Regions from separate parts of the Mus musculus genome. Here region 2 is linked to region 1. Evidence: chromatin contacts called from public HiChIP or PLAC-seq data. All regions are on one chromosome and are shown on one strand. Each heading gives the region's core, a stretch centred on a gene start, on an enhancer-like site or on the middle of the called end of the contact. The rest is flanking DNA. Distances are from core to core; before and after follow the strand shown. Region 1 holds the start of Hic1 (hypermethylated in cancer 1). Region 2 holds the start of Vps53 (VPS53 GARP complex subunit).

Region 1 (4,474 bases), core at 1,436-3,935:
TGAGGGGGCGCGTCTCCTGAGACGCCAGCACCTTCTCCCCACTTTCTTGAAAGGATGGCGCAGGAGCTGCTCAGCCTCGGGAAATGGGGTCGGGGGCTCGGCTCTCCGCTTGATGTTTCTCCATAGTGTCTGCGTCTGCATTTGGGTGCCGGCAGGTGCTGCATAGGGTTGGGTCAGCCGCCGGCCCCTGGTCCACCAAGCTGAAAGGAACCTTCGTCCCTCCCACTCTGCCCCCCATCCTCACTCCGGAGTCCCCCTCCAACCCGCCGCCCCTCCGGTCCCCTCCTCGCCTTCCCATGGCGTCCGCGCATCTGCCCATCTCCGACTGTTGGTGGTCCTTACCTGTCGGGCCGCGTCGCACCAGTGCCGGCTTGCCTCCCGCAGCCCGGCCGGCGCCGCCGCTTTTATAGGCGCGCGTAGTACTCGTGCGGCGGCTCATTCATGCGGCCGCGGCTCCTACACACTGACGCGCTGCCGACGTCAGCAGAGAATTTAGGAAACGGGAAAAGAGGCTATTTATAGTGGCAAGCGGGGAGGGGGGGCGTAGGGGAGGGCGGGACGAAGCGACAGGGAGTTGGAGCGGGAGGAGGGTGCGCACGCGGAAGCAGGGTTGGGTAGGGGAGTACGTAACCCCAGGCTTGGCCTCCAAGGGGTTAACTTTCCGGAACTGCAGGCGACGGGCTGGGGGAGAATAGTGCAGGGAGGGTGAGGCCCCGTTCTGTGTTTATTCACTCTCCCCTTCCGGGGCTTTGCGAGTCCTAGGATCTCAGTTCTTTTCTCCTGGACCGCAGGGGTCCTCCCTTGGCAGCCCCAAACCACACTGCTCATTCCCTAGACCCTACAGTCCTCTGACGCCAGAAGATGCCCCGCGATGGTATCACTCCCATTTGGCCACCGTGGTATCCTCGCTCTCTCCTGGTGTGTGTGTGGGGGGGGGGTGGGGGGTGAGGCAAGAAACTGGACCGGTTTAGGAGGGGAGTAGAGTGCACCTCGGACTTTGACATCTAGGAGCTGGGGAAAGAGGGGTGGAGAAGCCTGGGAGTTTTGGAAGGCTTCTTGACTGGGTCACAGGAGGAAAGGTACCGGTCAGATGGTGGAAACCGCAGAGAAGATCAGGGAGTCTAAGGAGAGTGGTCTGGACTTTAGAAATGAGCAGAAGATCTTCTGTAAGAGTTTGGAAAATCCCTGTACGGAGTATCCACAAAAGGAAGGGCTAGCCTGACAAGTACTGGAGAGCCAACTTGGCAGTGCCCCAGGGGGCACGAGGGGGCCACCTCAGTGGGGTGGAATAGGCATAGGCAGAGCCTGTAAGAGAGAAAATGAGACTAAGGGGGCTCAATAGCTTGGCAGAGGGTGTGTGTAGCTGGGACTCCTTTCTAAAGGAGTCAGAATAGACTAAAGGCAAATACGATATGGAACAGGTCCTCCAAAACAGCCCGATTCTGTCTCCGGGCTCTAAATGGGGTCGTCATGCGTTCACGGAGAGGAGGAAGCTGCACCAGGATGACCAGAGGAGCTCAGGAAGAAGGGGAAAGCAAAGTTAAGAGGAGGGGCATGGTGGTGCGCATCCTTGTACGTGGGAAGTAGACGCCTTTGTGAGTTCGAGGCTAGCCGTAGACTTGAAACTGTGGTGGTGGTGGTGGTGGGGCGTGGAGGAGAGGAGAGGAGAGAAGGGGAGGGGAGGGGAGGGGAGTACACAGTGAAACTTGGGCAAGGTTTATGTGGTTGGCCCCATAGCGATACAACAAGGGCTTGAGTCGGTGGAGAGGGATAGAACAAGAAGGAACTGAAGACCCAGCCGACCTCCTTATGGGTCAACCAGCGGATAAACTCCATTGTGTAAAACACATACAGAGCTTTCTCTCCAGACTCGCACGATCTAACCCCATTAAAAGGAGAAAACATTTAAAACAGAGACATCAGAGACACCCTTGCTTGTGGGAGAACTCAGAGTTGTCAAAACTCATCCCTAAGAGCACTTCTGGGGAGCCTTCTTATCCTCAAACGCTCCGTTACACTTCCGCTTCAGCCCCAAGGCGTATCCCTCGACAGAGATACCAAGGTACCTCTTCACTTCTCCTAGAGCTCAGAAATTGTGGAGTCCACCGTGGGACTGCAGTGTTTGTCTTGTATGGACACTGTACGGAGATACGAAGTAGTAAGTGGATTAGATGGAGGCGGAGCACACTGTCGCGGAAACCTGGTGAGCCTTGAAGACTCTTTGGACCAGAAGCCTAGGCCAGGCATAGAAGTCTCCTGCCAAAGAAACGCAGCCTCTAGGAGGCGCCCAAGACCTTGGTGTCTCACTGGTACAGCTAGAGGCCCGGCCGGCTGCCCCGGGCGAGTGACTCAGCCACTACCTCAAGCGGGGGAGTGGGGGCTCGAAGACAGCGTGGGGTGCGGCGAGCGTAGCCCCCACCCGCCCTGCGCCCCGCGCGGTTGCTAAGCTCTCCAAGGCCTCTGAGAGATGAGATCCCGGGAACCTCATTGGTTACCATAGTAACTCTGAGCCCCAGCCTCTCCGGCTTGGCCACGGAGGATGGCGCAGCCAATAAGAAGCTGTGGGCGGTTTGGGGGGACCCCCCCTATAGCGTGGGCGGGGGTCAGGAGGTGCGGGGAAGAGGCGGAGCGTGGGCCACGGAGGCGCGGTGCTTGCAACGGTGCTTATGCCTCCGCCCCGCTATGCAGGGACATTTCCGGTGAGCACCCAAGAGCTGGTGCACGCTCCCCTCCCTCCTAAAAGAGGAGTCACCAACATGAATGAGCTCTCCCTTGTGTGGCGTGTAGGATCTTTTTTTGAGGGGGTCTCAAGCCGCCCGTTCTCGTGATATCTCTCGAATGGTGTATTGGGGGGGGGCAAACTAAGATCCCTCAAAACTGCTTAGATGGGGGATTGGGGACTTGAGGGGCACGTCGCAAGGGGGCTCTGTCCAGCTATTTCCAATGGAGGGCTCTAGGGTCCTTCTGGAGACCCGCAAGTTCGGGGAGGGCTCTTTGGTAGGACCTCTACCCCGTTTCACGTAGTAGCCTCCGCAGTAGCCCAAGAAGTTGGGACTCCGGGAGGGGGTGGGCGGTCTGTGTAAACATGGCGCGCCCTTGTCACTGCTTGGACAGAGTTTGAGTGTGGACGGTTTATGATGTGCATACTGATAACATGTGTCTGAGGGAGAGTTGGAATGTGTCTCTCTCCACTGAGTCCAAGTGAATAATGGTGTTCAGAAATGTCTAATAAAAGCCGCCCCGCTCCTGCTCCGAACGTATGTACCTTCATCTCACTTAGGATTTCTAAGCTCGCCCTCTCACAGAATACTGTTCGTAGTGTTCCACCCCAACCCCTTTTCTAAGATAGGGTCTCAGGTAGTAGAGGCTGACCTTGAACTCCTGGTCCTCTTGCTTCCAACTCCTGGGTGCTATGCTAGGATGATTACAAGAATGCGCCACCATCCCTGGCTTAAGAGTTCCTCATTTGAAGACAGAACCTTCCCCTCCCCCCCCCCGAATTGGCGCGATATAACATATAAATATGTACTCGGGAGCACTCAGCACAAAACCCCCAGGTTTATGGGACTCCCAGGTCCGATATCTGAGTCTCCAGGTGGGCACATCTGGAAGCGCGCGAACCTGCAAGATCTGCTCAGCTCCGCATCTGCAAGCCTCTTGGCCCAGGTGTGCGCCAGAGGTCGCAGCCCAGCCGCACACAGTCCCCGCGTGGCCGCGAGGTGGCGCCATGGCCGCGGCAGCGTCTGCCGGTTCGGGCCGCTCCAGATAAGAGTGTGCGGAAAGCGCGGAGGGGCTGAGACGCGACCAGGACGCGGGGAGGACGGACCGGCAAGACAGACCGACCGGGGGCCCGGCGGGCGGAGGGCAGCGCACTGCAGCCACGTCCCCCCCTGGATCCGCCGGCAGCCGGGCCCGGGGCTTCCGACATGCCCCCCAGGTGGGTCCTCGAGTTGGCGACAGGGAAGGGCAAGGGACCCGGGACAATCTGGTCCTCGTGCGCCGGCTACCTCGGGAGCATCCTCAGGCGTGGGCGCCCGGGTCGCGGCTGGCGTTTGGGGCTCTAAGTGTCTTCCCTAGAGGACTCGGGACGGCTGGGCCGCTGCTCGGCGCCGGGTTCACGGCGGGGTCAGCGGCCCGGGGCCGGCTCTGCCCGCACATGGGCTGGGGAGGAGAGGGGAAGGCAAGGGGAGCCGGCGGGCGGGGCTGGCAGGGGCGCTGCCCTGGCACAGCTCGGCGCCTGGCAGCGGGGCGGGTGGGGCGCAGGCTAGGAGCTGCCACCGCCTCAGGGAGGGAAGCCGGGCTGGGCGGCCGCCGCAGGTAACGGGCCGGCGAGGCCCTGCGGGCCAGGCGGGGAACAGGGGCGGGCGTGCTCGCCGGAGGGCAGGGCGGCTTTAGATTTGGTGTGGGTCCCCACTGCCACCAGGCTGCTGAAATTGGGGGCCCAGAGGAGGAACTGGGGGCCAGGGAGGGGGGC
Region 2 (4,072 bases), core at 516-3,015, 1.0 Mb before region 1:
TTTTGATTTTTAAGACAGAATTTCATTACATAGTCCAGCTAGCCTCAAACTCTCCATCTTTCTGCTTCAGGTCCCAGAATCCTGGTATTTATAGGCATGTGCCACCACATCCAGACAGCACCTATGGTTTCTGATAATAAAAGTACCATATGGAGAAAAAAAAAAAAAAAAGCTGGGCAGTGGTGGCGCATGCCTTTAGTCCCAGCACTTGGGAGGCAGAGGCAGGCAGATTTCTGAGTTCGAGGCCAGCCTGGTCTACAGAGTGAGTTCCAGGACAGCCAAGGCTACACAGAGAAACCCTGTCTTGAAAAACAAACAAACAAACAAACAAACACAAAAAAAAGTACCATATGTTGATTGTAGATGTGTGGGAAAATAAAGAAAAAATATATTTCCCTGTCATTTGCTTTTGGTTGAGACAGTACATTTTCCTTATCCACCTACTCTTCACCTTCCAAGTGTTGGGATTATAGGCTTGTACCATCACACCCAGCCAATTTTGCTCTCAGAAATAAATATTCTGCTTTCTGAAATACACTGTGCATATATCGCTATGTCATTAAATAATTGTCAAAATAATACTTTTATGAGTCAATAATATATGTGTGGAGGTTAGAGGGTAACTTGTGGAAGTTAGAACTCTCTTATCAACATGTGGGTTCGATGGATGAATTCAAGCATCAGGCTTGAGGGCAAATGCTCTACTGGCTGAGCCATCTTGATGTCTCTCACAGTCCTCCTGCAATTATATTTTAAAGCATTCTTTTGTTGCTGTTGCTAAAACTTATACTACTCACACATTTTTGGGGGGCAAACTAAAACAACAATAAAATTCCATTCCTAAAACTATAATGTTTTTTAAAAACTAAAAAAAAAAAAGCAAATTATATTATTCCTGAAGCAATTTTTATAAAACTATATGTACGGAAAAAAAAAAAAAAGTTCAGCAGGGCCAGATACTCCTCTGTCGAGGTTTTCACAATGTTGAACTGGTAAGGCAACCCTTCCCTTGGCTGCAATTCCATCATTGTTCCAGTGCCTGCTGGAAAAGCGGTTCCACAGGGCTATCTGGCTCCTCTTTTTGTAATGTACGCGGCTAAACACCCTAACATTTCCTGTACTACCTGCCTAAGTTTGCATAATACTTCCATATTTAATGTCACCCCATCTAACGTAGTGTAAGCAGGGCAGATGGGAATACTTTGTTCAAGATCATAAGGTTATCAAGGGTGTAAATAAGGATGTACAGCCCGGACATTCGGTCTCAAAAACCAAACACTTCCCAGCGTTGGGTCGCTTTTCTCCTTACTCCCCACCCTAGCGAGGAGGCTTCAGACAATTCTGCCCAGTAGATCCTTATCTAAGGAGCAGAAGCTCTCCCAAACCTCAAATGTCTTTGGCAACACTGCCACTTACCAGCTGGGGTCATTTCACTCCCGATGGCAGGGGGACACAGACTGCCCTAGACCAAGGGGATCCAGCGAGCGGGTTGCACGTTGGCTTCATGGCCAGCGGGGCTTATTGCCCATCCATTGGGACACTGCCGTGGCTACCGCTCTCTGGGGCGCCCGGGCGACACTACGGCGCTGGTGGGGGATGCGCCCTGGGCGAAGAAGAGAGGGCTTTCAATCTTAAGAACCCGCCGCGTGCGAACAGGGAACTTGAGGTTAAGGGTTGTCTGGAGATTTTCCAGGGACTTGACAGCCATGCCTGCGGAAGTCAGTCCTCCGCTATCCCAGAGTCCCCCGGTTCCCGGAAGTGCCCAGTTCTCCGGAAGTGCCAGGCTAGCCGAGTAAGTAGCGGCTCCCTCGAGCCCCGTACCTGGAGGCTTGCTCTTCTGGGGTCCTGGTGACAGACAGGTCGCGAGCAGGATTGGAGAGGGCGTCGGGGGCTGAGCGGCGGGATGATGGAGGAGGAGGAACTGGAGTTTGTGGAGGAGCTGGAGGCTGTGCTGCAGCTCACGCCAGAGGTGCAACTCGCCATCGAGCAGGTGAGCGCTCCACCCCCTCGGGAGGAAGCTGCGGTGGAAGGGGCAGCTCTAGGCCAGGGTCGAATCTCCCCTGCTAGGCTGGAAAGGTGGCGGTTCTTATGCTGAGCGGAAGTCTGGATGGTGGTAAAGGTGGGGATGGGTTTTTCAGCCTGGGGACCGAACACGTCTTCTCTAGGCTCTGTGTTTCCGAGGTTGTTACGCCCTGCTGAGTTTGGGCCGAGCTGTCCTCTTTGACAGGATAAACCTAGAGGGAGCCCCGTGACTAGAGAATTCGGATTATGGTTGATTTTAAGACTCTATTCATTTTCCAGCTAGTGCGGCTTCTTCCATTTCTCTGGTTAAACTCTTGGAGTGGTTTGGAATTGGCAGTGGGATACTTCCATTGCGGAAACGAATGACAGAATAGGGTTGTGGGGCGGCATACTGGAAAATGACCCTTGTGCTGGTGTGCGCGTGCGCGCGCACTTGACACTCGCTGGAGTCATCTGGGAAAAGGAAGCCTCAGTTGAGAATTGCTTCCATCAGATTGGCCCACGGGCAATCTGTGGGGGCATTTTCTTGGTTGATGCTGTAGAATGGCCCAGCCCACTGTGGGAGGTACCACCCCTGGGCAGCAGGTTCTGGATTGTATAGAAAAGCAAGCTGAGCAAGCCATGGAAAGCAAGCCAGTAAGTAACATTCCTTCGTGATTTCTGCTCCATTTCCTGGCTTGGCTTCACCTGATGACGACATACTATAACCTGTAATCCAAATAAATTATTTACTTTACAAGTTGTTTTTGGTCATGCTGTGTTATCACAGCAATGTAAAGCAAACTAAGACAAATCTGTACCATAACTAAAAGACTGAGGGCTAGTGAGATAGTTCAGTGGGTAAAGGCACTGTGCCACCAAGCCTGCTGACCTGAGTCTCTTCCCCAGGATCCTCAAAATAGAGGGAGAAAACTACTCCTGGACAAAACACACATACACATGCACACGTCTCCCCAACCTCTGGTCTACAAAGTGAGTTCCAGGACAGCCAGGGATACACAGAGAAACCTGTCTTGAAAAACAAAAAAATAAAGTATTAATGGTCCATATATGCTAATTATTAGTAGTAGAATTATTTTACTTGGGCTACCTTCCCAATAGCCATTAAATGAGACACACTCTTTCTTTCCTTTCTTTTTTATTAGTATTGGAGGTTGAACAAATCCTTGGCACATGAGATAAGTGTCTTACCACAAAGCAATATCCATAGCTCCTAATGTGCTTCTTCTTACACTATAACCCCATGTCAGTTCCCTTAAGGAAGATCTTTCTCCCTCTATCAACAAAACCTTACAAAAACCTACACAGTTACTTCTAATATTATGACCATACATCTTAATATAGTTGACAGGAGACTTTAGTCAACAAAAAACTTCTTGTTGGGAAGAGAAGACTCTTAGGGATATTCTTTTTTTTTTTTTTTTAAAGATTTATTTATTATATGTAAGTACACTGTAGCTGTCTTCAGACACTCCAGAAGAGGGCGTCAGATCATGTTACAGATGGTTGTGAGCCACCATGTGGTTGCTGGGATTTGAACTTCGGACCTTCGGAAGAGCAGTCGGGTGCTCTTACCCACTGAGCCATTTCACCAGCCCCCAGGGATATTCTTTAGTGTCACCCAAATTGCAAAAATTCTCAACTTTGGGCTGGAGAGATGGCTCAGCGGTTAAGAGCACTGACTGCTCTTCCAGAGGTCCTGAGTTCAATTCCCAGCAACCACATGGTGGCTCACAACCACCTGTAATGTGTAATGTGGTCTGATGCCTTCTTCTGGTGTGTGTGAAGAGAACTACAGTGTACTCATATACATAAAACAAATAAATCTTTTTAAAAAATTCTCAACCTTTTAAGATTTGTACTGTATTTTTGTGTATGTGACCTGTGCATGAGTCCCCTTGAAATCCCTTAAACTGCCCATGCAGTACAGTGTCTAGACATCTTTTGGTAAATCTAGAATTTTTCTGCCAACACTGAGGCCTGGCATTCTCTCTATAGGTGTCACCGGATGAAGTAGCTTAAGTCAAGGGCTGCGTTGTGTGAAATCTGT

Evidence for each region. HiChIP or PLAC-seq counts read pairs in DNA pulled down with a chosen protein or histone mark.
Region 2: a contact with region 1 is called in a FOXA1 HiChIP or PLAC-seq map of pancreatic cancer cells. The contact joins the promoter of Vps53 here to the promoter of Hic1 in region 1. A contact is called at or near these places in 1 of 39 promoter capture datasets (pre-B cells) and 1 of 115 datasets of contacts at active chromatin or transcription factors (pancreatic cancer cells).

What each region holds. Positions count from the first base shown.
Region 1 is chr11:75,168,466-75,172,939 of GRCm38.p6, reverse strand. Hic1 (hypermethylated in cancer 1) reads left to right here and starts at 2,685. Exons shown (of 2, transcript NM_010430.2): 1 at 2,685-3,937. The coding sequence starts at 3,421.
Region 2 is chr11:76,177,331-76,181,402 of GRCm38.p6, reverse strand. Vps53 (VPS53 GARP complex subunit) reads left to right here and starts at 1,765. Exons shown (of 22, transcript NM_026664.4): 1 at 1,765-1,990. The coding sequence starts at 1,904. It also overlaps a transcript of Tlcd3a not described here.